Regions from separate parts of the Mus musculus genome. Here regions 1, 2, 3, 4 and 5 are each linked to region 6. The links are chromatin contacts, called in public HiChIP or PLAC-seq and promoter capture Hi-C maps. All regions are on one chromosome and are shown on one strand. Each heading gives the region's core, a stretch centred on a gene start, on an enhancer-like site or on the middle of the called end of the contact. The rest is flanking DNA. Distances are from core to core; before and after follow the strand shown.

The links. Promoter capture Hi-C pulls out the DNA fragments that hold promoters and counts their contacts. HiChIP or PLAC-seq counts read pairs in DNA pulled down with a chosen protein or histone mark.
Region 1: an H3K4me3 HiChIP or PLAC-seq map of embryonic stem cells shows a contact between it and region 6, with 13 read pairs. The contact joins the promoter of Baiap2 here to the promoter of Rptor in region 6. A contact is called at or near these places in 6 of 39 promoter capture datasets (the SN4741 cell line, cranial neural crest, embryonic stem cells and 3 more), 1 of 484 Hi-C or Micro-C datasets (embryonic stem cells), 5 of 115 datasets of contacts at active chromatin or transcription factors (astrocytes, bone marrow-derived macrophages, embryonic basal ganglia and 2 more) and 3 of 9 other capture datasets (adipose tissue, liver and macrophages).
Region 2: a contact with region 6 is called in a promoter capture Hi-C map of the HPC-7 cell line. The contact joins the promoter of Gaa here to the promoter of Rptor in region 6. A contact is called at or near these places in 2 of 39 promoter capture datasets (the HPC-7 cell line and erythroid cells), 1 of 484 Hi-C or Micro-C datasets (embryonic stem cells), 2 of 115 datasets of contacts at active chromatin or transcription factors (embryonic stem cells and pancreatic cancer cells) and 3 of 9 other capture datasets (adipose tissue, liver and pancreatic islet).
Region 3: a FOXA1 HiChIP or PLAC-seq map of pancreatic cancer cells shows a contact between it and region 6. The contact joins the enhancer-like site here to the promoter of Rptor in region 6. A contact is called at or near these places in 1 of 39 promoter capture datasets (the HPC-7 cell line), 1 of 484 Hi-C or Micro-C datasets (cerebellum), 3 of 115 datasets of contacts at active chromatin or transcription factors (bone marrow-derived macrophages and pancreatic cancer cells) and 4 of 9 other capture datasets (adipose tissue, embryonic stem cells, liver and 1 more).
Region 4: a contact with region 6 is called in a promoter capture Hi-C map of hippocampal neurons, with 2.8 times the contacts expected there. The contact joins the promoter of Card14 here to the promoter of Rptor in region 6. A contact is called at or near these places in 5 of 39 promoter capture datasets (the HPC-7 cell line, hippocampal neurons, liver and 2 more), 3 of 484 Hi-C or Micro-C datasets (CD4 T cells, cortical neurons and erythroblasts), 4 of 115 datasets of contacts at active chromatin or transcription factors (the SCID.adh cell line, astrocytes, embryonic limb bud and 1 more) and 2 of 9 other capture datasets (liver and pancreatic islet).
Region 5: an H3K4me3 HiChIP or PLAC-seq map of bone marrow-derived macrophages shows a contact between it and region 6, with 4 times the contacts expected there. The contact joins the enhancer-like site here to the promoter of Rptor in region 6. A contact is called at or near these places in 18 of 39 promoter capture datasets (the 3T3-L1 cell line, the C10 cell line, the HPC-7 cell line and 11 more), 3 of 484 Hi-C or Micro-C datasets (CD4 T cells, bone marrow-derived macrophages and cortical neurons), 20 of 115 datasets of contacts at active chromatin or transcription factors (the 230-238 cell line, the NIH/3T3 cell line, T-cell acute lymphoblastic leukemia and 11 more) and 4 of 9 other capture datasets (adipose tissue, embryonic stem cells, liver and 1 more).

The regions. Positions count from the first base shown.
Region 1 is chr11:119,939,997-119,944,434 of GRCm38.p6, forward strand. Baiap2 (brain-specific angiogenesis inhibitor 1-associated protein 2) reads left to right here and starts at 3,096. Exons shown (of 14, transcript NM_130862.4): 1 at 3,096-3,252. The coding sequence starts at 3,199. It overlaps Gm11767 (a long non-coding RNA gene), which reads right to left and starts at 3,098. Exons shown (of 5, transcript XR_001780400.2): 1 at 2,586-3,098; 2 at 1-6.
Region 2 is chr11:119,265,696-119,270,454 of GRCm38.p6, forward strand. Gaa (glucosidase, alpha, acid) reads left to right here and starts at 2,268. Exons shown (of 20, transcript NM_008064.4): 1 at 2,268-2,527; 2 at 4,393-4,759. The coding sequence starts at 4,438.
Region 3 is chr11:119,977,612-119,981,881 of GRCm38.p6, forward strand. Baiap2 (brain-specific angiogenesis inhibitor 1-associated protein 2) reads left to right here. Exons shown (of 14, transcript NM_130862.4): 4 at 3,178-3,239; 5 at 3,782-3,853. Among named protein-coding and RNA genes, the nearest start is that of Mir3065, 35 kb to the right of the region's middle. Within about 2 kb of position 2,155, at least 44 of the 459 cell types and tissues checked have an H3K27ac peak or open chromatin away from gene starts, as enhancers often do. A contact at or near this core is called in adipose tissue and pancreatic cancer cells, where this site is marked.
Region 4 is chr11:119,305,595-119,309,829 of GRCm38.p6, forward strand. Card14 (caspase recruitment domain family, member 14) reads left to right here and starts at 2,174. Exons shown (of 23, transcript NM_130886.4): 1 at 2,174-2,343.
Region 5 is chr11:119,862,053-119,866,286 of GRCm38.p6, forward strand. It overlaps Rptor (regulatory associated protein of MTOR, complex 1), which reads left to right. Exons shown (of 34, transcript NM_028898.3): 21 at 3,500-3,618. Among named protein-coding and RNA genes, the nearest start is that of Rptoros, 30 kb to the left of the region's middle. Within about 2 kb of position 1,454, at least 167 of the 459 cell types and tissues checked have an H3K27ac peak or open chromatin away from gene starts, as enhancers often do. A contact at or near this core is called in the 230-238 cell line, the NIH/3T3 cell line, adipose tissue and 6 more, where this site is marked.
Region 6 is chr11:119,600,754-119,605,158 of GRCm38.p6, forward strand. Rptor (regulatory associated protein of MTOR, complex 1) reads left to right here and starts at 2,152. Exons shown (of 34, transcript NM_028898.3): 1 at 2,152-3,218. The coding sequence starts at 3,057.

The sequences.
Region 1 (4,438 bases), core at 1,846-4,345, 340 kb after region 6:
TCTTCCCTAGGAGGGAAAAAAAGCTGCCAGGTGGGGGTGGGGTGGGGTGGGCTGGGGATGAAGAGAGTTCCCTTAACAGGCTCCCACCACCTCTGGAGACCTTAGACAAATGGCTATCCACCTTAGGCAAGCTCAGCGAAGTGGCTGAGGATGGAGGTGAAGCTGGGGTGACAGTCTTCTGGGGAGGGGGGTCACTTCTCGAAGGGCAGCCTCTGCCGAGCACAGGCTCCCAATCCGTGAGCCTGCCTTGCCAGGAGAACAGCTTGCTTGAAATGCACGGCTGTCATCCTGTAATTAAATCTGAGACCCCTCCTCCTTCCTACATGACGCCGAGATGAAGCCACTTATATAACGCAACTAAAAATAAGCTTGTGGAGACATACACACTGCTGCTCCCCACCCCAGCCCGTCTCCAGAGCTGCCCACCCTGAACCATGACCTACAGGGCAGGATCTGAGGCGGTGCCTGCCCTGGGCCTGCGCTCAGCAGCGTGCCTGTGGAGAAAGTGAGGCTGGGCTCAGGGAAGTGGACACATGGGTTTATGGCTGGGGTGGCTGCAGATCGCCACTCAGGGAGCACTGAGTGGGAAGGCCAGAAGCATATGGACAATGGTCTGTCTCTGCTTCCAGTGACTTCTCCCAGAGCTGCTCATTCACTGAGGCCTGCTCCCCTCCACCCCAGAACCAGAACCAGTGAGCCCCACTCCCACCTTGGCACAGTATAAGAAGAGCCGGGGTATATCAGAAGGTCTGGGAGGTGTGTTGACTGTCAGCCATCACCCTGGGTGACACTTATCATCATTCCTTCTGGGAAGATTCAGGAGGAGCCAATGACAATGGTTCCACCTTGACAATAGCTTCCTCCACTCCGATGGACAGAAGCGGGTGCAAGCTCACACACGGGCCACTATTTCCTAGCTACCAGCCTACTGAACTTTTAGGAAAGTAAGCAGATTCCTCAGACACCAGTGTAACAGGAAGAGGAATATGATGAAGTTTGTAACGGGCTTTGGAAGAAAAGGAGTCAGGGAAAGAGTGGCCCCCTAATCCACTTGGAGCCAGAGTCTTGCTGATCTGTGAGCATGCTGCTTATGGTGTGCCCACCCACTCAGCAACCTGACCTCTGACCATTGGTGCCCCCTACTATTAAAGGAGCTGCTTCCAGGGTCAGAAAGGCTTCCGTGCTGAAGTCTGAACTCGGGCTATGGTCAGCCCCAATAAAGAGCTGGAGGGAACACAACTCCTCTCTCCTGTCCCCTTCCAACCCCAGCAAGTCCTGTCAGGACGGCCATTGTCACAGAGCTCTGAGCTGCAGGCAGGTTTGAGACACTGTCCTGACACCCTCTTCCCACTGTGGGTTTCTGCTGCAGCTGGCCAGCCTCCTGCCTGGGACATGGACAGACCTGAGTCTGCCACCCATGTAGCACAGAAATGGGGTGACTATGGGTAGGCAGGCCCAGGAAAGAGTCTTGGGATGTTGTGGAAGGGGGAGTGGTCCAAGCCATGGGAACTTTTCTTGGGGGAGCTTCTCTGCCCTTTTTCAGACAGACCCCAAGTGTTTGCTGCCAGCCTCCACCTCTAGTTCTCCTCCATGGCCTTGGCCTGGGGCAAGCATGGAGGAGTTGCTTCTACCCCAGTGCACAGCTCCTTGTTGGCTTTCTGATCAGTGAGGGGATCAGTGTGTGCTTGAGTAGGCACCATACCATGCTGGTCTAAATGGACTAGAAAGTGAGATGAAGGGGCAGCTGTAACCAACCAGTCGCAGTGAACAGTAATTGACAAGTCCTTATTTGACAGCCAGTTAGTTTAAGCTGGCTTTCTGTCACAAGAAGAACCCAAGAAAAGACAGATACACAGAGATGTACACAGAGATGTACATAGACGACAAGGAAACAGAGGACAGTGGGCTGAATTCCTTCTCCTTACACATGTAGCAAAGTGAATAGGGGCCGTCTGAGTCCCCTGCTGAGGCTTGACAGCCGCGCCTTGGATTTGTGTCCTCTGGGTTGTTGGAGTGGTGTAACCAGCTGTCCAGGAAATGGATGCTGGAGTGTTATGTTTAATTAAAAGGAAACATTCAGCTCTGGTGTTTTACAATGTAAAGCAAATAATTCCTCTCTGTTCGTCTAATTGATGTAAATATTTCTTCAAAGGGAACCGCGTTGGAACCCCGTGTGCCAACCTGGTCAGTTTTCTCAGCCAAGCCTTACCCTTCCTTAAACCATCAGCTACTGGGCAATTCCAAGCTGTGCTGAGAGGCTCCTCCCCCGGAGCTATCCACCCAACTCCCGCCCCCGCCCCAATTCCCTTCCGAACCACCCCATGGAACTCGCTCCACGTCTCCCTCGCTCCTCTCTTGGGTCCTCTTCCCGGAATTCTAGACCCAACTGTCGGCCGCCACCCTCCGTTCAGCACCAGTCCACCACAAGCACCCGCCCCAGGGCCCACCCTGTCCCGATCCTGCCTCCAGGGCTCAGGGTTCTCCCGCTAGAGTTCAGCACCTTCCTCCGTCTCCACCTACTCCGGCTCCGGGTTTCCTCCCTTCCGGAAGACCGTCCAGGGTCGACGCACGCCTCGCCGACTCACCTGCAATAGCGCGGGAGCCACCGGCCCCTGTCGCGCACTCCTGAGGGACCCTTGAGGGCCTGCAGCTCGGATCGCTGCCTCCCGAGTGCCGCCTCCACGCGCGCTCGCGCCGGTGCCACCCGCACCGCCCACACCCCGCGCTAGCTCTTCCTGCGCCACCCCGCCCCCGCTTTCCGCCCCCAGCCCGGCTGTCGCTCCGACCCCCTCAGGCAGCTCCAGGGCCTCAGCGCGCCGCGCCTCCGCCTCCCAGCGGCCGACCAATTGCCGCTCGGAGCCGGCCTCCGAGTCCCTCCTCTAGCTCCGCCCTTCGCCCCCGCCTCCGAAATCTACCAATAGAAAAGACGGCGCAGGAGCGGGCCTGGCGGTTGCCTAGCAGCGGCTAGGCTGGGCGGGGGCGGACAGCCGGGGGCGGTGATCCGGGCGCGGCGGGGGCGGGGCCCGGAGGCGGGGTTTTTGTGGGGTGGGGCCTTCAGCGGCTATAAAAGCAGCGGCCGCCGGGCGCCGCGCTCTGTGGTCCTGGTCTGCGCGCCTTTTCCTGTTGCTGCAGTTGTCGCTTTCCTCACCGCCACCCGTGCCCCTGCTCTGGTCTGTGGTGTAGCCGGGACCCAGGACCATGTCGCTTTCACGCTCGGAGGAGATGCACCGGCTCACGGAAAATGTCTACAAGGTGAGTTTCCAGCGCGGCTCCGAGTCGCCCCTAGGTCTTCAGGCCCGAGCAGGGCACCGGCTCCCGGACTGCGGGTGTGGTGGACCGATCTTCCGTTGGTCACAGGTGGCCGCGCCCGCCCAGGGTCCTTACGCCCGCCGCGGCCCGCGCCGTCCCCGAGCACGAGTGGACGCCCCCACCCCGACGGCGCCGCTCAGCCCCCGCGCGCTCCCTCAGTACGCCTGTCTGTCCTGGCGTCCGGAGGGACCGAGATGTTCAGGGCCTGGGCTGCTCTGCGATCTGGCCTGGTCCGCTGCATCCCAGAGTGAGGGGAACAAGGAGCGGGGGCGGCGTGGAGGTTGCAGGCTGCTGCGGGCGGTCGCCCTGCGCTTGCTTGGCGCGGTGGCACCGTGGGGCTCTTCTAGGTGCTGTTATGCCAGCCTCTGGGCACTTTCTCTTCAACAGGCTTTCCCTTTCCACAACTCCTTTACGAGTGTTAATGGACGTGGCCCAAAGTGGGAGGTCGAGCTCGGACAGGTTGGATGGGTGGACAGATAATCCATCATCTTATGTAACCGCAGAGGGAGAAGACTAATTGTGTAGGAGGCTGACGCGCCTGCTTTTGCTTCTGATATGTGTTAAGAGTCTCGCATTCACATACTAATCTGTGAAATGACAGTTTCTCATGGAAGAACTGCAGAGCCTTGTGCAAGCCCCCTGGTGTCATGTTATGTCCATGCTTTGGGTACAGATGGACGGGCCATTTCCTATTTCTTCACCATGGGTTCTCACAGCCCTGGCCCCTTACCCTCAACAGCACAGCCTGGGGCTCCCTGATGGCATCAGGTCCGCTGCAGTTCTCAGTGACATTTTTTTTTTCAAGAGAGAAATTCCTGCCCTGCCCTGTGCATGGCAGTCCTCTTTACAAAGCTGTGCTTTATTTCAAAACTGTCTTAAGGGTGAGTGAAAGGCTTTCCACCAGCCACTAGGTTTTCACATGGAGTTGCTGGTTCATGGCTAAATGGGATTGTGCTCTGCTCGAGAGCAACAGTTTCTGATTGTATGAACCAACCATGGTTGTGCCTTTCTAGGCAATGGCCTGTGAAACCCTCATAGCTGTGCTTGCTCTGTTGCCTACAGCAGATGGAAGCCTCCAGGGTGGCTGCTTAGGTTTCAGCTGGAGTCCCGGGGGCAGATTATACTTTAA
Region 2 (4,759 bases), core at 1,018-3,517, 330 kb before region 6:
GGAACTCACTTTGTAGTCCAGGCTGGCCTCGAACTCAGAAATCTGCCTGCCTTTGCCTCCCCAGTGCTGGGATTAAAGGTGTGTGCCACCACTGCCCAGCAAAAGGTTGATATCTAAAAACAGCCAAGCAGCTGGGGAGACCCCAGCCCCACCCACCCTATTCATCCCTCCACAAACACACACACACACACACACACACACACACACCCTGCTCCAACACAAGAGCTCCACTCACCCGCCTACCCCGCCCTGGACACACCCACCGAAACGTGGCCTTCTCCAGTACTTGCTGTTTAGAAATGAAAGCTAGCCTGGAGAGATGGCTCAGTGGTTAAGGGCACTGATTGCTCTTCCAGGTTCCCTGAGTTCAATTCCCAGCAATCACATGGTGGCTCACAACCATCTGTAATGGAATCTGGTGCCCTCTTCTGACGTGCAGGAAGAACACTGTTCATAGTAAATAAATTTTTTTAAAAAAAGAAAGGAGCGACGGAGGGAGGGAGGGGGGGAGGGAGGATGGAAGGAAGGAAGGAAGGAAGGAAGGAAGGAAGGAAGGAAGGAAGGAAGAAAGGAAGGAAGGAAGGAAGGTGAAAGCAGCAGCTGTTTCAGTAGTGCACCTGTAAGCTCTGGCTGGGCTTGTTTTAGAGTTTTCTGATCGTCTGACAGCCCTAGGGAACTAGGCTCAGCCGCCTGTCTCCAGTACCAATTAAAGAGACAACAGTGAACAGCAGAGAAAGGGGGTTTAGTTGGTGTGGCCACTTTGGGAGGTAAAACAGATGGGAATGGAACAAATTGGGGGCGGGGGTGTGTCCTGGTGTGAGCTCTAACTCTGAATAGGGCAGAAGAGCTGTGTAGCCAAGCATGCTTGGTCACGGGACGCTCCTGTCTGTTAGGAGACCTCTGCAGAGCAGGGGTTTCCCTGTCGGACCCCAGAATAGGCACAAGCCACCAGGAACAAAGGTGAAGAACAGCAGCAAATGACTCGGCAGGTGTAAGGGGGGATGGGCGGGCCCAAGACAGGGTCTCTGTGTACCGTTGGCTATCCTGGAACTCACTCTGTATGTACACCAGGCTGTCCTGAAAATCAGAGCTCCACTTGCTTCTGCCTCACAGTGCTGGGATCAAAGGCGTGTGCTGCCATTGTTGGCTGCTGGTGTCATTTTTAAGAAGAGAGAAGGGGCCGGGCGTGGTGGCGCACGCCTTTAATCCCAGCACCCGGGAGGCAGAGGCAGGCGGATTTCTGAGTTCGAGGCCAGCCTGGTCTACACAGAGAAACCCTGTCTCAAAAAACCACACAAAAAAAAAAAAAAAAAAAAAAGAAGAGAGAAGGGGAGGCCTGTGTTAGGATGGGCTAGCATGCGGTGGTAAGGTTTGGTTTGGTGTATTAATTACATGAACCAAAGGGGGCTTCGGATTGCTGGACTTCAATACTTTAACAGCTGGCCCCTGGCAGTCAGCCTTAGGCGGAGGAAGTGGCCAAATAAGGGAAGAGACCTTGATGGCTAGCTTTAGGAATGTAATCTAATGTTTGTTTGTTTTGTTTTGTTTTGTTTTTCTTTAGCAAGGCAGAGGGAATGGGCACAAGGGAAAGATTGCCAGAGCCAAGCTCAGCACATTCAAGCTGGCCAGAGTCCATCCACCTTCCCTCGCTGGCCAGTCCTCTTGGCTCTCATTATCCTGCCTGCACACACTGTGCTCCGACAAGCTGCCAGAGCTGAGGACACCGTCTTCTCAGGCCTTTCTCCTCTCCCAGCATGGGATGGGGAGGGGGGCGTTGAATTTCTTGGTGTACATTGTTTCAAAAGTTTGACAGCCAGAGGCACAAATGCCCCTCCACCCCCCAGTGGTCCCAGCAGTACAGGAGAGTCAGGGCCTTGCACATGGTAGGCCAGTGCTCTACCCCTATCTACATCCGGCCTGCCAACTTTGGTTTTTGAAACAGAGTTTCACCAGGTGTCGTATGCTGGCCTCAAATTGTCAATCTTTCTTGCTGCTGCTTCCCGAGTGCTGGGATCACATGCCTGCACTACTACCCCGGGCTTCTGGCTCAATGTATGACCTGCATCATACTTATATCAAATGCCCCGGATCATTTACTGTTTCACCATCGTAGGTTTTCTGTGCGATCACGTGTTTGACTCTGACTCCAGGTCTGGGCTGGTTTAATCTACTGGAGCTTTTGCAACGCGATGACGTCCTATGGCTGCCATTCCAACACCTGCGCTCACTGTCGCCCTCAGCCACTAGGGGGCGCAGCGATAACACTCACACGGACTCCGCCGCCTACGCAGGAGGTCGTGTGACGAGGTCCGCGCGGACGAGCCCCGCCCACAGACCACGTGACCCACGCTGCCCGCTGAGCCTGGGGGTCTTCGGCCTGGAGGGTGATTGCGCAGGTGAGCTGGGCGAGCTGGTGAAGGCTGTCTCCGGCCCCAGAGCCTCCGGAGGAGCGGCCTCCTCCAGGCAGGCAGGGCCGACTGTCAGCGAGTTCCTGCTTTGGAGAATCGAGCAGAGACACGCGGCATAGGTGAGACCCCCGACCCAGGCAGCCACGGACGGTGACCTTAGTAAGACAGCAGGCTCCGGTAAAGTCCGGGATTCTAGTTCGTGCCCGCAGTACCAGGCGGGCAAAGCTCTGTGTGTATGTGACGCAGGGGGAAACTGAGGCACAGAGAAACCGAGAACCTTCACTTTGACCTCCCGTGTCTGACAGGTTGGATTTGGACACGCCTGTGCCTGGTGACGCAGCGATCCAGCTGCTTTCCAGAAAGCAAGCTTGAGGTCACCAGGTCAGCCGTGGCCTCTGAGTTCAGTTCCTTCCCATGTTTTTTTCTCTAAATTGTGGCTGAGAGAACGGGCCTCAGCTGCCTGCTCCCAGTTTCTGGGACTTTGTTCTAATGCGTGTGTTTCTGAGTTGCGCCCTGCGGCCTCCTTGGAGGGTCCTGGAAAATGCAGATTCCCACCCTGCCCCGCAGAATTTGAGCCTGCGAGTGTCCTTAGATGCTGAATCATGGTCAGTGTCACTTACGTCTGGAAGGGCCAGGTGGAGCTGGGCCTTACTCGGCAGTAAAGACAAAATGGGTCTCTGGTCTTCGAGCCAGATCCACACACTGGATCTTTCTGTGGCTCATTATGGTGGCTCATTATGGCCGCTGGGCACCTGAAAGACCAAGGCGTGATTGGAGGGTAGGAAACTGCAGCCTACGCAAGCACTCCAACTCCCTCAAGATGCTGGAGAATCACTCACCATGGTAACGGATTTCAGTCATGCCTACGTAACCGAAGGCCCACAGAACTGAACAGAGCTGGCTGTGGTCTCCAATGCCAGAAAGCCCAGCGTGTAGGAGATGGTGGCAGGGACCCAAGCCATCCCTGGCTTCATAGCAAGTTAAGGCAAGCCTGGGCTACTGCAGACCCTGTCTCAACATGGCAGCCACGTGGGTTCAGAGACCATCCCAGTTGATCAACACATTTGAGTGTTGGGAGCCTGGGAGCCACTCCCAACCGTTCTCCACCCATTTCTTCATTCTGGCTGTTCTTGAGTTACAGCTTTCAAAACCAACCAACCAGTAAATATAAGTGAAGTGCTTTTCTGAGTTCTGTGAGATAGTCTAGTGAATTGCCAAACTTGGTGCATGGTGTAGGGGTCCTCGGAACCACCATGGTCTATAGGCAGTCCATCAGAGAGGTATGGCGGCAACCTGGGGCTTACTGGCATCTAGGCGTGGCAGAGCCCCAGCCGGGTCATAGTTAACAACCCCCTCCTGGACTGGAAAACTGGGGAGCCACTAGCCGGAGAAAGTCACAGGAATTGTGGGTAAACACTGCCAACCAGAAGCACCCTGACTCACCAATGGCCACAGTTGGTCCCCAAGTGCTAATCAGTATTCACAGCTGCCTCTTCTGCAGCCGGGCCATCTCCTGAGTGTGTCTGGTGACCCTGAGAACCGTCCTCTGTGCTGAGCCCCACCACATGGAGAAGTCACCCCAGCCTTCTACCCAAGCCCCATTTCCAGAAGGCCCACACTCCTGCAGCTAGTGAACCCTGTGGCCCAGTCCTGGGCTCTTCACTCCCAACTTCCTCCCCTTGGGGTAGGACTTGGGTGTGGTGGCTCTTCCACCTTCCCACTCACCCTTTTCTCTTACACAGAAGGCCCTGCGATAAAGTCCTGGCTCCCTCACATCTGTCTGTACCTGTGTTGTGGGCCCATGTCTGCAGAGACACCCTCTGCCTCTGAGGAGTCTCCCATTGTCTCCTGTACCTGGCTTCTGTCTTCCCTTCCGTTGCTCTGGGGAAGATGCTCTGGCTGCCTCCTTCCACCTCCTGGCAGTGTGTGTGGGTGTTGTGTGAGAAACCCCACCCACACTGATACTGGCTCCTCCTCTCCTCAGGCCTTCAGAAGTATTCATGCTGCCCCGAACCAACAGGCTTTCACCATGAATATACGGAAGCCCCTCTGTTCGAACTCCGTGGTTGGGGCCTGCACCCTTATCTCTCTGACTACAGCGGTCATCCTGGGTCATCTCATGCTTCGGGAGTTAATGCTGCTTCCCCAAGACCTTCATGAGTCCTCTTCAGGACTGTGGAAGACGTACCGACCTCACCACCAGGAAGGTTACAAGCCAGGGCCTCTGCACATCCAGGAGCAGACTGAACAGCCCAAAGAAGCACCCACACAGTGTGATGTGCCCCCCAGCAGCCGCTTTGACTGTGCCCCCGACAAAGGCATCTCACAGGAGCAATGCGAGGCCCGCGGCT
Region 3 (4,270 bases), core at 905-3,404, 380 kb after region 6:
TAATTCTGGGCCTAAAGAATGTGGTCAGAGAGCACCAACCTATAGAGAGACTTCTAGCTAAGTGCATAGTTTGTCTGGTCGCTGCTGCCCCATCCCTCCTCTTGTAGACCCTGTAGCCTTCTGAGAGTTGGTTGTATGGCATTGTCCTCAGAAAGGAAGAGTGGATGTACTACAAAGCTGAGAGAGTAGTGCAGTGCTGCCAAGGACTCCAGTGGGTTCCCCTGCCCAGGCCAGAGTTTGAGCCCACTGTGGTCACCTGCTTTCCACTTGGGTAAAATTATAGTCCGTTCCCAGGTGTCTATGGGGCATTGAGAGCCAGAAGGTGGATCCAAGACCCTCTGAGTCATGGGAGTGTGGTCAAACAAAGCCCAGCGAGCTTCCTTGGGTACCTCCTTGTCACGGAGCAGCGGGTTTCCATCCTATAGGATTTACAGATGCAGAAAGCCAAGAGAGTTTCCCCAGGTACATTCATCCTTGTCATAAGGGCTGTGGGTTTCCATCCTACAGGACTTACAGTTGCAGAAAAGCACAGAGGATCCTGGGATCTGCCACTCACTCACATGGCTGTCCTGACTTGCGTGCTAGTGGCTTCTGGCCTGAGTGTAGAAAACTCTCATCTGTGACTTTGGGTTTCCTTTGAGCCCTGTTCTGAGCATGAGCGACACTGTCCTAATAGCTTGCTGAAAGTCAGCATGGCTGTGCGTGTGTGTCAGTGGTAACCAAGGCCTTTGCTCATGGGGACTGTGCCTGTGCCTGTGCCTGTGGCCTTCCTCTTTACACTGGCCTCACCCTCTTGTCTCTGCCTCTCAACCAGCAATAAGAGACCAGGCTCCTTCACATTAATTGCTGCCTCAGTCCCTTCAAGCACATTAGAGTCCAGATCTAGAGTGTGCTACAAATGGGACTTCCATCCTTTTCAGAGGGACCTGGCAAACCTTAGAGGCTACTTGCCCTGTCTCTCTGTGTGTAGGTTGTCACTGACTTTGTGATCACAGCTTCCTGTTGGCCATATGACAGCCCTGTCATCTCTAGGAGTTCAGTCTCTGGGGGGACTATTGTACCCCTGTGTTATAGGAGTGTGGTGTTAGGCCTGTGGTCATAGATTCTTGGGACAGGGTGGTAGGCAGATAGCTGTGCTGAGGTTTTTAGCCCTGGCAGCCACAGGTACATGTATCCAGGTAAATTAGATGGTCTATACAAAGTTCCAGGCAGCTGTTGAGTTTGCCCTTTGCCCACAGAGGATGAACTGCAGGGAGGTGGTGGGCAAGCAGAGTGGGGCTGGTAGGGTAAGTCTGACCATGGGCCACTGACCACCCTGCTGACTTAGAGAGTTCTTTTCTGCTGACTGGGGCCAGTTGGCTGGCATAGCCTTGCAAGCCGTGTTCGCCGCTGTAGGCAACCTGTACTGTGCTCAGGGTCCCTGTGATCATTGATATTAAAACAACTTTTGGGACTAAGAGAGTTCCCAAGAATCTGACCTCCATGCGTCCTAGATGAACTCCCAGAGGGAAGCTGAGGTCCTAGAGGAAAGTTGTCAGAGGATTCCTTTTGGTTTCTAGCTGGTGATAGTGGGTGCCAGAAGGAGGGCTCCTTGGGAGAAAAGGCCTGCATCTGAAAGGGTTCCAGCTTCAGACACAGGCATAGGCTCTCCTCGTTTATGTCCACAGCACTAGCCAGTATCTGGGACTCCTCAAAGGGAGTTAACAGATAGTTGCCAACCAAGTAAGTAGAGCGAGACTGCTGGGTTTCTCCACATACGAGAAAATGAGGGCGTTTATTTTACAGATGAGGCGGGCCTGTGGCAGAGAGGGCGGGCGGGCGGGCTTACTGTCTTAGGTGCCTTTGTACCTGACCCATTACATGCCCCCCTGTGACAACTAAGCATGAGACCCTGAGCGTGACTCGAGGTCTCAGGGCCCTGGAAAAAGAAGAGGAACTAGGGTCTCAGGCTCAGTTGACAACAGGAGGGCACACTGTGGGTCAAGAACACAGCAAAGTAGCTAACCAAGACCCTTCGGCCTCATCTCTAGGCATGGAGTGGGAGGTAGGTGCTGGGATCTACTGATGAGTCACTGTTGGACTGAAAAAAAGTGTGCCTGGCCCTTGGTCCTCGGGGCTGTTTCTTTTGCCTCTCTCTCTCTCTGTTGTATACTTGTCAGAAGCTGGGGATGGGTGTGTGTCAGCTTAGTGATGACTTTGCAGACGGCTGGAGGCTCAGCTCAGCCCAACATTAGAAAAAAACCGGACATTAGTCTAGCCTGGAGTGTGTGCCAGAGGCAAGTGGGAATGAGCTAGGTGATACCCAGGCTGAAAAAGCCAAGATGGCGTTGACTGCTGAGCTGCTGAGCCTCTGTTGTCTTAGCTTCTCTTCATAGGTAGGCCGGGCACAGCAGGGCCCCTGAAGTGCTCATGTGCTGAAAAGTGTTTATGGGGCCAGATCCACGCCCACACCACGCCCATGAGCAGTGCTCTGTGGCCACTGAAGCTGGTCCAAAGCATCAGTCCCCCTTCCTGCCAGCCATTCTGGGCCCACCAGCCCCGCTGATCCCAGAGTCACTGGAGCACCACTGGTACAAAGGGCACACTCTGCCAAAGCGAGTGGCTCTGAGACTAGCTCCTCCTCCAGAGGCTGGAGCCAGATGAGGAGCCAAGCCCAGAGTGCCATTTAGCTCTTATTTCTTTTCTTATGAACTCTGGCAGAGAGGCCTTGGGTCAGAGACAGTAGTTAATTCCCTGTGTCCTATACTAGGAGGTGTTTCTGCTCTGGTGTGGGGCTCAGGAAGGACATCATTGGCTAGCTGGTGTCTGAGTGAGTGTGAGGTCTGTGTAGGTGTAGCTGGTGTCTGAGTGAGTGTGAGGTCTGTGTAGGTGCTCATTTGTTCTCAGAGCTGTGCCAAGGGAAGAGCCCATCTGCACAGGTTCTTCTATCACATGTCTATCACATGTCTGTCCTGAGCAATGTCTGTCCGGAGCATGTGCTTCATGCTGGACATTAGTGCTCCCACGGGACACCAGGCACTCTAACTCAGTCACAAATCGATCATCATTTTAGACTTTTCTGTTCCTCCTTCCCTTCCCATCTAGAGTCTAGAGTCACAGAATGTCTGTGGTGTCCAGTGTCTAGCCCTGGTGTAGGCACAGTGATTGGAAATCTCTAACCCACTTTCTTTCCTCCAGGGGACGTCCTCTTCCAGATGGCTGAGGTGCACCGGCAGATCCAGAACCAGTTGGAAGAGACGGTGAGTTTGGCTGTGGGACCTCTTCCATGGGTTCAAGGAGCAGACATAGTGAGCAGGGCATCAGGTGTCAGTGAAGAAGACTGGCTGTTTGCTACAGCTGTGTGTCCATTTGGGACTTCCATAGCCACAGTGATCTCCCAGGAAGATGACTTATGGTCTCGGGCCCTGTAAAAAGAAAGGGAGCCAGGATCTAATGCTCAGCTGACACAGGGACCTGTGATGGGTCAGTGGGAGGTGGCTCCATGGAAGAATCCCCTGTGCCTTGGTGATAGCCCTAGCCAGGTCCCAATCCTGATGGGTGGTAAAGTCAGATACTCACCTGGATTCTGCCCCAGCTCCTTTAGCCCTTGCCTGAATGACCCAGCAAAGGGAGGATGGAGGGAGGTAGGATGTCAAGACCTTGACAGACTTGATTATTTAACACTTTTGTCCAGTCCTCACCCTTAGGAGCCTCCTGGTACCAATGTCCAGGTTGGCTCTGCTCCCATCTCGTGCACCATGCCTTAGAGCTGCCTAACTGTCTGTTTCCTCCCTGTGTCCAGCTGAAGTCTTTTCACAATGAGCTGCTCACGCAGCTGGAGCAGAAAGTAGAACTGGACTCCAGGTATCTAAGTGTAAGTACAGCCTATGCCATACCTGCTGGGCCACCGTTGCCAAGCCTGCCCCTGCCTCTGCCTGGAGATCTGTCTCGTAGGCCTGAAGGATTATTTTCCCCTCTGGGCTTCCATGCTAGTGGCCTAGAGAAGAACCCATTGCATCTGATGTTCCATGTGCCTCTCAGCCACTTGCCATATAGCTGATGACTTGGCTTTTTCTGTAAAACCCACATGAGTCCCCTGTTCATGCCTTACTATCCTTGCCTGTTAGCCAAAGCTACTGTAGTATTCACCACATGAGTTTATAGCTTTGTGCCTACTGTTAGGGGCAAGGAATGAAGCCAGGCTGCTTCCCAAGTCTAATTTTGTTCTTAGAGATTGGGGTTCTGTCAGAGGAAGACAATGAGGTCTGCAGCTGTGACCTCCTGCCTCAGT
Region 4 (4,235 bases), core at 924-3,423, 300 kb before region 6:
CAATTAACCTCTGAGCCATCTCTCCAGCCAGCCTCTGGTTTTTTAAGGGCAGTGACTGAGTGGGCCCTCCTCCTTCATGTGGCACGGCAGCAGTTCTTTGCCTTTCCTAGGTTTATATAAAGCTTTCTATTTCTGAGCCTTAGTGAGGAGAGCCTTCTTACATGAGGCAGGGGCATGTGGAGATGTGAGAAGCCTGAAGCCAGGGGGGCTCCACCTGCCCAGGAGGTGGTGAGGTTCTTGCTCTGTTTGACTCTGTGGTCCTGGCAAAGTGGCTGTGGCTTTTCCTCATCAGGGGGACTAGCCTGAGACCTGGGAGACTAGCCTGAGACCTGAAGAGCAGATGAAAATCCCTAAGGTCCTCCCACCCAGGCAGGAAGAACATCCTTCCACCCTGATCAGCATCTATCAGCCTGACATAGTTTTATCCATTCACTCAGGCAATATTCATGTGTGGGGCCGTGGGTGTAGGGGGAGAGAGGGGAGGGAGAGAGCCTTTCCACGCAGCCCCGGGTGGGCATCTGGTTGTGTGAAGCCACTGACCTCACACCTGAGGGGGTGGATAAGGGGCAGCCCCCAGTACCAGGTTCTCGCTGGATGCGGCGGAGGAGCTGAGAACAGAATAGGGGCCCCGGGGCAGCACTAGGCCCTGGAGATATAGGAAGAGGGGGCAGGGGGAAAGAGGAGGGGTGCTGGGTGGTTCCCACACAGGCCAAGTCCTTAGTCTGGGTCTTGATGAGCAGAGACAGTCTATGGTTTTAGAGCTTTATTGTAGAAAGGCAGGGGAAAAGAGAGGAGATATAAAGAGAGAGAGACCAGCCGTGGCCAAGAGGAGAGAAGGGGAAAAGGAGAGAGAGAGAGAGAGAGAGAGAGAGAGAGAGAGAGAGAGAGTTAGAGAGTAAGAAAGGTGAAGGCTTAGAGAGAGGTAAAAGCTTGGAGAAAGAGAGCTTAGAAAACGAGGAGGGGCCAAGCAGCCCCTCTTATAGTGGGCTGTTATCTTGCTGTTGCTAGGTAACTGTGAGGAGTCTAGCCTGAAGGTCAGAAGCTTGGGACATTGTCTACATGACTGAAAGCCATGAGCCTCTCCTGTGGGGGCTGTGGGGGCAGTAACTTCGACAGGAGCCAGGGGTCTAGGAGACATGAGAGAACTCCTTCCATTCCATGTAGGCGAAAATTACCACCACCGGGTTTCACCAAGGTTCATGGCCTCAGCTCGACTGGAGACCAGGCCGTCTGTGCATATTCCATTGCCCCACATTCATGCAACTGTCCTAGGGGTGGGGCTGAACAGAGAACAAGAAAGACGAGAACTGTCATGTGCCATGGGGGAGAAAAAAATAAAAACAGACCACAAAATAGATCTGGGCAGACAAGTGAAACAGGCCAAGGGGGAGGGAGGGCCCAGACGAGAAGCCTGCAGTTTAAAATAGAAAGGCCTGGAAGGGCCTTTTTTATGGGAAGCTGGACCTGGAGTGGTGTCAGAAGGAGGTGAGGGAAGTTCCTGGCAGCGGGAACAGCAGGTGCAAAGGCTGGTGTAGGAGTAAGCCCGGAGCCTCAGACTTGGAAGGAGGCCTGCATGCCTAAAGGAGGTGAGAGGTGTGGGCGCTCAGCAGGTACCCCATAAGCACTGCAGACTGGGCACTGCACTCTTGGGTGCCCGCACACCAGAGGGAGTGCTTGGGTCACTGCCTGCTGTGTTGAGTGCTGGCAGTGGGAGGGGTCAAAGAGCCACTGTGCAGAAGAGGAGGACCACGGATGTAGATGTAAGGATCCCAGCCAGTAAAGCAATTAGATTCCAGAAAGAGTCCCTTTTGGCACAGCCCAAGTCCCCTTATGACATGCTGACCTTTAATGGGCCTGCTGGAATCATTATGCAATTCCTGTAATTGGTTATGGGAACGAGGAAGGCCCCGAAGTCATCTCAACCCTCCTAGGTTCTTTCCAAGAGTAGAGGCAAATGAACTGGGCTGACAGCTCAGGAAGGAGGGACGGTTCTCCTGGCTGCCACCACACCCTCTATCACAGCCCTCAGTGGGGAGACCAGATACCTGGCATCTCCCAACAGGTGGTGGCAACTCTCACATCAGCCAATCAGACCCAAGAGGAGGGAATGTGCTGGCCCTTCCCTTTGCACTTAAGCCTTGTATATAAGGCCCTGCTCCTGTGGGAAGATCCCAGATGACTGTGCCATCAAACCTGCTCCTCACTTGCTGTACAGCCCAGCCCAGCCTAAGACTGAGCCTCCGACCATCACTGCTACAGGACAGGAAGGCAAATGCAGAGTCTGTCCCACCAGAACCAGTCAGCATGCCAGAGGGACTGTGGACAGGTCAGGACAATGGACAGGTCAGGACAGGGTCCCAGCTGTTCTGAGGCAAAGAGGGGCTGCGGCCATCTCCCTCATTGAGAGGAGATGGCGCCTGGGAAATGAAGGGAACGGTTTGTCTCGCTGTGCTTGATTAAAGCGCAGGAACATTCTCGAGCTGCTGCACCCATCCCCCCACAGAGCCAGAGGGGCTGACGGGTGGAAGGAATGCTGGGATTTATGGTCACACCTTCGGGTTACTGAGGTTGAGTGGAGGGGAAAGCAGGTGTCTGGAGGCAGTGGACGGATTCTCACTGATATTTCTGGGACCAAGGGACTGGATTTTAGCAGAAGAATACAAAGGGGACCGTCCTCCCCTCTTGGCTGGGTGGCCCTCGGCTTAGCTGCTACATATGTCAGCCACGTGTTCTAACCTTCCGTCCAGGCTGTGTGTGTGTGTGTGTGTGTGTGTGTGCTCATGTGTAAGAGAGTGTGTATACGTGTGGGTGAGAGTGCGTGAGTGTGTATATGTGTGTGTGTATAAGATAGAGAGAGGAGAAACAGTGTATGATCATGTGTAAGAGACTGTGTATATGTGTGTGTATGTGTATAAAAGAGAGTGTGTGTGCTCATATGTAAGAGTGTGTATATGTGTACATGAGAGTGTGTGTGTTCATATGTAAGAGTGTGTATATGTGTACATGAGAGTGTGTGTGTATAAGAGAGAGAATGTGTGTGTATGAGAGAGGGAGAGGGAGAGGGAGAGGGAGAGGGAGAGGGAGAGGGAGAGGGAGAAGGAGAGGGAGAGGGAGAGGGAGAGGGAGAGGGAGAGGGAGAGAAGAGAGGTTTCTTCCTATCAGACAAAGCAAGAGGCTGAGCCTTGGGTTCTGAGAAGGCTGACTGACGGGAAGGTCTCCTAAGAGGAGGACCGTGCATGCAGGAAGGCTACTCTAGTGTTGGGCAGGGTGAGAAGATTCTAGAGAGCTAAGGCTACCCCGAGGGTGCCAGATCTGAGGCAAATTTTCTTTCTCATTTGGACTCACCCCTATCTCTAACCTTATAAGTTCCCTCCTACCAGCCCCACTTTCTGTTTGTTTTCTGAGACCAAGTCTTGCTCTGCTGCCCAGGATTAAGGTCGTGGGTGCTTCCCAACCAGCTGGGACCACACCCAGCTCATCCACTGTGTGTGTGTGAGTGTGTGTATATGTGTGTATGTGTGTGAGTATGTGTGTGTGAGTGTGTGTGAGAGTGTGTGTGTGTGTGAGAGTGTGTGTGAGTGTGTGTGTGAGTGTGTGTGAGTATTGTGTGAGAGTGTGTGTGAGAGTGTGTGTGAGTGTGTGTGAGTGTGTGTGAGTGTGGGACCACACCCAGCTCATCCACTCTGTGTGTGTGAGTGTGTGTGTGTGTGTGAGTGTGTGTGTGTATGTGTGAGACCACACCCAGCTCATCCACTGTGTGTATGTGTGAGTGTGTGTGTTTGTGAGTGTGTGTGTGTGAGAGTGAGTGTGTGTGTGTGAGTGTGAGACCACACCCAGCTCATCCACTCTGTGTGTATGTGTGTGTGATACCCAGCTCATCCACTGTGTGTGTGTGTGTAAGTGTGTGTGTTTGTGAGTATGTGTGTAAGAGTGAGTGTGAGACCACACCCAGCTCATCCATTCTCTCTGTGTGTGTGTGAGATACCCAGCTCATCCACTGTGTGTGTGTGTGTGTGTGTGTGTGTGTGTGTGTGTGTGTACCCCAGGGCTCACACACACACTCAGTGAGTGCTCTCCTACTGAACTGCACCCCAGTCCCAAGCAATGTTCTCCTGATTTGGGTTTTTGTTGTATTTTGTTTTCAATTTTGTGAGAGTCTCATGTAACCCAGATTAGCCTCAAACTTGATATGCAGTCCAGGTTGGCCTAGAACTCCCATTCTTCCAGTTTCCACC
Region 5 (4,234 bases), core at 204-2,703, 260 kb after region 6:
ATTAGCCACCTCTGTTCTTCCCTATTTTCCTCTTGTTGAGGAGTCAGGAAGCACGGCGAGCCTTTTCATCCCGGCATAGTAGTGACCTGGTGAGGCCCTGAGTGTGCACCAAGGGGCAGAGGCTACACATGTGTCTGCCCTAACTGAGAGAAATCCAGCAGGGACTTGCTGGAGAGAGTTAATGCTAGGAATGTAGCTCAGTGGGGGAGTGCTCACCTATCACACACAGTCCCTGCTGTGGTGACCAAAGCTTAGTGGGTCATACGAGGATGCTGAGGGTCAACTACAAAGACCATGCAGATGTTCCAGGGTCACTGGAGATAGGAGGCCAGAGCAGTGGGTCAGTATAACACCCCCCAAAGGTTCTATACATTAGGCCGACAGCTTAGACTCAGAAGGGAAGGTATAACTAGATTTACTCTGAAGCACCATGACAGGCGCACAAGGAAGAACAAATACAATGGCCACATACACACGCAGCCACCACCACCCACCACCGCCAGCCACTGCCACCACTCCCCCAGCCCTGGGACCTGTGTTTCTAAAGACTGGCAGAAGTCTTGGCCATTTCCAGATCATCAGAGGACCTGACCTCACTCTGCCAGCTCTTCAAGCCCTAGATGAGGACTCGCAGCCTCGTGTCTATACAGTCCTTTCCCAATAAGGCTCTGAGGTTCAGAAACAGCTGCAGAGCTCTGAGAGACTGCACTTCACCACATGCTATTCAGAAAGCTGTGGCCACTGCTCTGAAAATCAATCCTAGAACATCACGGTCTTTTATTACTTCTAGTCTAGACATGAAAATAGATCCTTAGCCCTTCTAGAGCTTAGCAAGTAGCAAGTTGCCGGCCAGGCCCAGTTCCTGCCTCTGCTTTGAGGCAGAACCCAGTGTCCTTACCTCAGTCCCATGGGCCCTGATCCGTGTGTGAGGGTGGCAGGTTGTATTTTGGAGATGTTAAGACAGGGCAGTTGATTTGGCAAGGAGCCAGGGAGAATCACTCCTGGCAAATCAGGGCTGATGTGAAATCAAGAGGTAATTTGTAACCACAGCTTCCCTTTCCACTAAAACAACTGTGCCTCCCATCCCAGTCAGAGGGTGGTAAAGCTTAGAGTTGTGTTCTCTGCTACGGTGTCACACAGAGCTCAACATCCACAGTCAGCCCAGTCATTGAAATAGGCTTTAAACTACACAGTAATATTTACAAGTGTCTCCCTTTCTCCATGTCCTGCACATTGTTAGACTTTTCTGGCAGTGTTCTGTGGGGTTCCTGATTCTAAAGGACTCCCCAGAGTTCTTTATTCTGTATCTGCCACCCCAGCCCATGAGGCCACAGGGGCTTTAGGACTCCACCTGTGACTACCTACTCTGTTCAGTGTCTGCTGAGTTTGGTCAGTAAGCTGAGGGAGGGAGGGAGGGCCTGAGCCCTCATTAGTCACGCACCAGCCCCTCCCCAGTCTGTGACGTCAGTCCGTCCGACATCTGAGTAACACGGTTCACCAGAAGCTTCGAGATAGATCCCTTACAGCTTGGTGCCACGTGGCAACTGAGCTTTGCAGGAAGCAGCGTGTCACTCCCCAGGAGGATGCCTGAGAGTACCAGAGGTAGCTGTGTGAGCACTTGCTGTCGCTTAGAGAGGCGCTGCCAACTCCATCTGAGTGGCCAGTTCCCTGTCTCTCAGGGGAAACTGAAAGCAGAACATGTGGCCCTGTCTCTAGAGTACACTGGAAGCCACCTCCTTCTCCTCTCCTCAGCTGCTGCTTAGCAACTCCATACCTCAGAGCTGGAAATCGGATCTGAGGACATTTCACCCAGAGAGATTCTAAGCTGATTGTACTAGTTTTCTTAGACTTTACTTGTAAATCTAGCCCAGTGTTTGGAACTGTAGAGTTTTAAGTTGAAATGTCAGTCCTCTACTTCTGAGTTGTAGCCACATGAGAGAGCACGGAGTGAGAAGGCTGCTTTCTTTGGATTTTCCTGCCACTGTGCAACCCAAGCTACATTCCTCCACCACATCCAGGCTTATCACAGGCCTAGGTCTCCTGGCACATGTGCCTTCCTACTTACTGCTTCCTGGGCTCACTGGAGGCTTAGAACTACTGACATCGAGTCTTTGCAGTCCTGTGTTGTCGCCTTATAGAGATGCCTGTCTCAGCTGGACACATGGCGTAATGGTTAGGAGCTCTCAGTGCTCTTGCGGGAGATGTGGGTTCCGTTCTCAGCACCTCTGATGCATAACTCCAGGTCCAGGGATCCTCCTTTGACTTCACTCGGTTCTTACATGCACATGGTGCTCATACAGACCTTCACACACACACACCACACATACCACACACACACCATACATACCACACACACACACCACATACACACACACCATTTTTTTAAATTAAATAATTATTTTTTAAATTCCTGTCTTAAGACTTAGCCCCTCAGTGACAGGCAGAAATGCCTTACTCAGCTCAAAAGAGAAGCTCTGTATTCAGGAGCTGAGGTGCAGCCCACTTGACCTCGGCACCCTCTTAGTGAGTGGGTATACATAGCTGCCATGGCTCAGGCTTTGCCCTACACAGCCCAGGATTAATGGAAGGGAAGTTGGATTCACTTCCCATCTATAGATGAGCACGCAAGTCAGCAGTCATTAGAGAGTGGACAAGCAGAGCTCAACAAGTAACAAAGTACATGTAGAGAGGGCAGTGGCCACAGCTGTGCATCCCACATAAACTGTACATCTGGCCATGCTGTCATCTAGGAACCTAGAACGAGGGAGGAGATATGCGTGGGAAACTAGGTGGTATTCTCTAAACAACAAAGTTATCCGAGTGCAGACCATTTTTTAGCCATTTTCCTTTAGAAAGCCCTGTCATCAAAAGATGAGACCTGCCTGCCAGGCATGGTGGTGTACCCAGCACATGGAAGACAGAGGCAGGTGGATTTCTGTAATTCAAAGGTAGCCTAATGTATATAGTGAGTCCCAGCTAGCCTTGATATACAATGAGGTCTGTTTCAAAAAAGGGATGGGGGGAATGAGACCTGTATGATAAAGCTTGTTTACTAAGAGAATTCTTTTTAACTTTGTGTGTGTCTGTGTATATGTGTCAGTGTGTGTTAGTGTGTATGTGTGTGTTTGTGTACATGTGTTAGTATGCGTCAGTGAGTGAGAGAGAGAGAGAGAGAGAGAGTGTGTGTGTGTGTGTGTGTGTGTGTGTGTGTGTGTGTGTGTGTGTGTGAATGCAGGTGTGCTATGCATGTGGTAGTAAGAGGGAATCAGTCCTCCCTTTCATGGTGTGGGTTCTGGGATTTGAGTTCAGTCGTCAGGCTCAATGGCAAGAGACTTCACTTGCTGAGCACTGGGAAGCTGCCTGCAGCCCCAGCTCTAAAGTCCTCCTTCCTGTCAGCATGGGGTGCTCAGAAAATAAACTACCTCAAAAGCCACCATCACATGCACAGGGATGGAGCTACTTGCTACTAAAAGATCTCCTGTTTGTTTCTCTCTTGTAGGAGTTTCTTTTAATAGTGTTTACACTCAAATTTGGAGAGTCTTACTGCATCTGGCTGCTGATCCCTATCCAGATGTTTCTGATTTAGCCATGAAAGTCCTCAACAGCATTGCTTACAAGGTATGTATATGAGAGATCGTCACTGAAGTGCTCACAGTTTTGCTTCTGTGTGAATATTCAAATAAGGAGCTCCAGGGATATCCAGGCCTACACAACAACAGCTTAAAAAATAAACAACTTTAAGCAAGCGTTTTGAACTCAAAGCTTCGTAAGTACATCCGAACTTCACTTGCATTGCAGCTTCAGTCGTAAAGGTGTGATCTGTAGTGATTTCCCCTCCTCCACTCTGGGCTTTGTGCTTGTCGATTTCTCTGTTATTTTCGCTCCCAGTTGACTTGTTCTTTCACTTGTTTCTGTCCTGAGCTTTTTTATTCTTCTAATTCTCATTTCTTTCTTTTTTTTTTTTTTTTAAGCCACACTGCCTCTTTTTTTTTTTTTTTTTTTAAAGATTTATTTATTACTTATTATATGTAAGTACACTGTAGCTGTCTTCAGATACACCAGAAGAGGGCATCAGATCTCATTACGGGTGGTTGTGAGCCACCATGTGGTTGCTGGGATTTGAACTTCAGACCTTCGGAAGAGCAGTCGGGTGCTCTTACCCACTGAGCCATCTCACCAGCCCTCTTTCTTTTTTTTTTTTAAGATTTATTTATTACTTATTATATGTAAGTAC
Region 6 (4,405 bases), core at 902-3,401:
TCTCTTGTTATTCTTGTTCCAGGGTCTTTTTATACTAGGTTCACTGGCCTTCCAGTTTCTGGGAGCTCTCTGCAGCCTAAGGTTGGAGGGATCACCATGTGTGTATGGCACCAGTGGGCATCAGGACTACAAAGTAAAGTGTCAAGGGATACTTTGGGACAAGGTGGAAGCAGGAGGTGCTATGATTTCTTCTATAGATTCTAGAAATTCTAAAGCCCCTGCTGGTAGTGGTGGGGAGGGGCTGGTGGTAATGGGGACACTCGATTTTGGTGCACTGCTCTGAGACTAGGAGGATAATGGGCTCTGTGTGATACTGTAACCTCAGGAATTCTTGGGGGGTGATAACTAAACAGCAGGAAACACTTCCCACATGCTTGTGAGAGGGATCTGAGATTGCAGCCTGGACTCTCAGATGCTAGCAGGGTTGTGTTAGGGACTGTCACATTGTGTCCAACCCTGGATCTACTCTGAGGAACACATCTGCAGATTAACCCAGGCTTTAGTGGTAAGGCCTACAGTTAGTAGACTACATTGGAGTTGTGGGACCTGTTAGCATTCTGTCTAAATTCCACCCCACACTTACCTGGCAACAATCAGGTAGGCCTGACCCACTATAAAAGGGGCTGTTTATCCCTTTCATCCCTCTCTTACTCTTGCTTTTGATCTCTTGCTTCTCTCCTGCTCTTGCTCTCTCCTACCCCTCTCCCTTCCCTTCCCTCTCTCTCCATGTGCTCAAGGCCATGGCTCACCTCTACTTCTCTACTCTATCCTTCTCTCTCCCTTTCTCTGCCTCTACTACCCTCTTAACTCCCCTCCCCATGCCCTGAATAAACTCTACTCTATACATGTGGCTGGTCTCTCAGGGGGAAGGAATGCCTCAGCATGGGTCTACGGAGGAACCCCCTTTCCCCATTCCTCCCCCTCCCCCCATAGAACATATTTTTTCTGTCTTTATCTTTTTATAAACATACCAGGATCAGTCAGAGCTCACTCTCAGTGGTGGCTTGCAATGCCTTCACATCTTGTTTGTTTGTTTTTCAAGGCAGGATTTCTCTCTGTAGCTCTGGTTGTTCTGGAACTACTAGCTCTGTAGACCAGGCTGACCTCCAACTAACAGAGATCCTCCTGCCTCTGCCTCCAGAGTGCTGGGATTAAATACCAGGCCCAGCTTTCAACCCTTCTCTTAAAGTGGATTTTTTTTTTTTTTTAAAGAAAGGGTCTTATTTTGTAGCTTAGGCTGGCCTGGGCATCTTTACAAGCTAAATTTTTATCCTTTTAGTAATATTCTTTAATATTATCCAAACTTTATGGTTCAGGAACCTAAGACTGAGAAAATGCAGCTTGAAATTAGTAACATTGACTAACAGAGGCTCCCCTAACACCAAAGCTGAAGGTGGGCTCAGTTGTTGACTGAACTCTAGCTAAAGGTTAAGAGTGTTTCACTAACCGGGGCGGTGGTGGCCAGCCTGGTCTACAAAGTGAGTTCCAGGACAGTCAGGGCTATACAGAGAAACCCTGACTTGAAAAACCAAAAAAAAAAAAAAAAAAAAAAAAAACAAAAAAAAACCAAAAAACAAAAAAACAAAAAACCAAAAACCAAAAAAAACCAAAAAGTGTCTCACTCGCACCCTGGTTACGAAAGGCTGGCACCTCGTTACATTTACTTTATATTTCCATTGCACCAAAGCAGTTCTCAGAGTGTGTCAATATCTGAGATTTACTGAACTGAACCAGAGAAGTCAACAGCAGGGAGGCTTGCTTCTGTGGGCAGCTTTAGACGTTTGCACATGAAACTGTAGCAAAATAAGAATATACTGTTCAGGAAATAAAGTATATCAGACAAAAAATTCGTAATCGATGAAATCGGTCTCTTTTAAAAGTGGAAATATCAAAAGAAAGTCCCGATAGTCTTATGTGTCTAATATCAATGGTCTTTTCTGAGGCTTTTTAAAAATACCACCTTTTAAAATCATGACGAAACCAAGTGGTTTCTTTCTTTAATATCAAGGCACGAAGCTTTGTTTGTAGTAGCAAAAAGCTTTTAAAAATAACTGAACGGACATAGTTTCAATCGCAAATGGTCTATTTTACTAGTGGAGATCAACTAAGGAGAAAAGACGTGGTAACCTCGGTAACGGCGTGGGGGAAGGGAGGACGGAACACCGAGCTCTACGCCCTAGCAGGGGTAGAGCGGTGAGAACGCTCGAAGAGGTTTGGCTTATTGGACGCGCCGTAGATAGCGGTGCATGCTGGGCCTTGGCAATATGGCGTCCTCCTTGATGTGCTGATGAGAGGAGTTTTCACTGTGGCTCCAGAGCAGAGGGCAAAACTCCCCTGACCTAATAAGCCCAGTGTCCCTGTGCTGTCCGCGGGCCCGTGTCGCGTGTGTATCGGGACTCGTTCCTGGGTAGGAGAGAGCCACGAAGCAGAAGGCCAGCACGGGCCTGGCCGCGCGGCCCGGTGGCTGAGGAGCCCGGCTGCGGACGGGCACGATGGGCCGGTCCTGGCTCAGGTTGCAGCCCCTCAGGCGAGTGCGGGACCCGCAGGGCTGAGAGCCGCTGGGCGAGCCCCGAAGCCCCCCGATCCCGATCCCTTGAGGCCTCAGCCGGGCCAGCACAGTCGGAGAAGCCGCCCTGCGAGCGGGCCGGCCTGCCCGCCGGGAGCCACTGAGGCGTTGGAGGCCGAGAGCCGGGTCATCGCCGGGCCTGAAGTCTCTCCCGCCTCCGCCAGTCCCGCTTGCCGCCCTCCTGACGGCCTGCAGAGCTGCGGGGGCCGGCGACCGGGCGCGCGTGTCGCCGCTCGTCCGGGTCCTGCGGGCTTGGGTACCCACGGGCTCGCCACCCACCCCGCCCCCTCCAACTTCGCGCTCAGAGTTCGAGATAAAGATCTCCGAGGTTTAGCCTCAATAAGGATCTTCGAACGCTCTGCCGCCGTCTCTATTCCCAGCTTCCCGTTTTCCCGTATTTTATTTTACCAGTTCTGGTCCACACTAGTTTTTAAGGCTGGAGGTTCTCGAGCGCCTGCTGCCAAGGACTCCCCCTCCCCCTCCTCCCCTGATGGAGTCGGAGATGCTGCAGTCGCCTCTTATGGGACTCGGGGAGGAAGATGAGGCGGACCTTACAGATTGGAACTTGCCTTTGGCTTTTATGAAGAAAAGACATTGTGAGAAAATCGAAGGCTCCAAATCTTTAGCGCAGAGCTGGAGAATGAAGGATCGGGTGAGTGGCTTCTCATGGCACCTTTTTGAGTTCGTAGTTTTCCAACTAAGAAAGTTCTGAGCAAGGACAGCCTTTTTAGAAGGATGCGGGTATTTCGAAGACACATGTTGCACTAAAATCCAAAAAGCTATTCCAGACTCGGGTTTTGGCTAGTCTCTTCTCACCGAGTAGCGTTAAAAACGAGTTTTAATTCAGAGGGGGGAAAAACACCAAATTAGGAACTATAGTTTCACAGATACTTATATGCCCTTTACTACACTTAGTAGCACTTAGAGAAAAGACAACTTGGGAAATAATAGTTAACGTGCTTAGTCTATTTTTGTAGTCTGCTTTTTTTCAAATAACCAGGTTGCCTGAAGTTCAGATGTCTGATAAAGTGTGTTGGAAAACAAGATGACTTGAAATGTTTAGCCAATAACAAATTCAGGCAAAGTTATTTTAAGGTTGCAGCAGGTTTCATCCCAGTCCTTTGAACATCTTGTCTGTGAGGCTGACTCCCTGTGTATGTGACTTGTGGTCACTGTAACCTGGAGATAAAATTTCCTCAGTGGAAATTAGGGAGCATGGGGTATGATGGATTGGAACCTGGGTTCAGTTTTTTGGCCGTTCTTCTGATCGTGGAGTGTCATGAGATGTTGGTAGCAAAGAAAACAGCCAGCTGTAGTGCTGTTAGTTCCTGGTCTAACAAAAGGGGAGTACTGTGTCTTGTCTGTGCACACCCATATTGTGTGTATGTGTGTTTACTGTCTCTTGTCTGTGTATACCCATAGTGTGTGTATGTGTGTTTAGTTGTTTTCTCCTCCTGGGCTTCTTTCATTTGTGTGAACTTTTCAGTATAAAAGAGGAAATTGGTGTTATAATGTGTCATTTGTTTATACTTGGTATGTTTTTACTTGAGATGATTGTTTTAAAAAGGTGTATGTTGATGAACCCTCAACATAGTTCTAGCAATGACCAGTGTTTCAGTTGTTGATTTGGCTAAATTTTATCAAAAAATTGATAAATTTTTTTGTTTTTTGATTTTTTTTTTTTTTTTTTGAGACAGGATATCTCTGTGTAACATCTCTGCCTGTCCCGAAACTCTGTAGACCAGGCTGGCCTTGAACTCAAGAGATCTGCCTGCCTCATCCTGCTGAGTGCTAAGATTAAAGTTGTGAAAATTTTTTTTGAGACAAGGTTTTATGTAG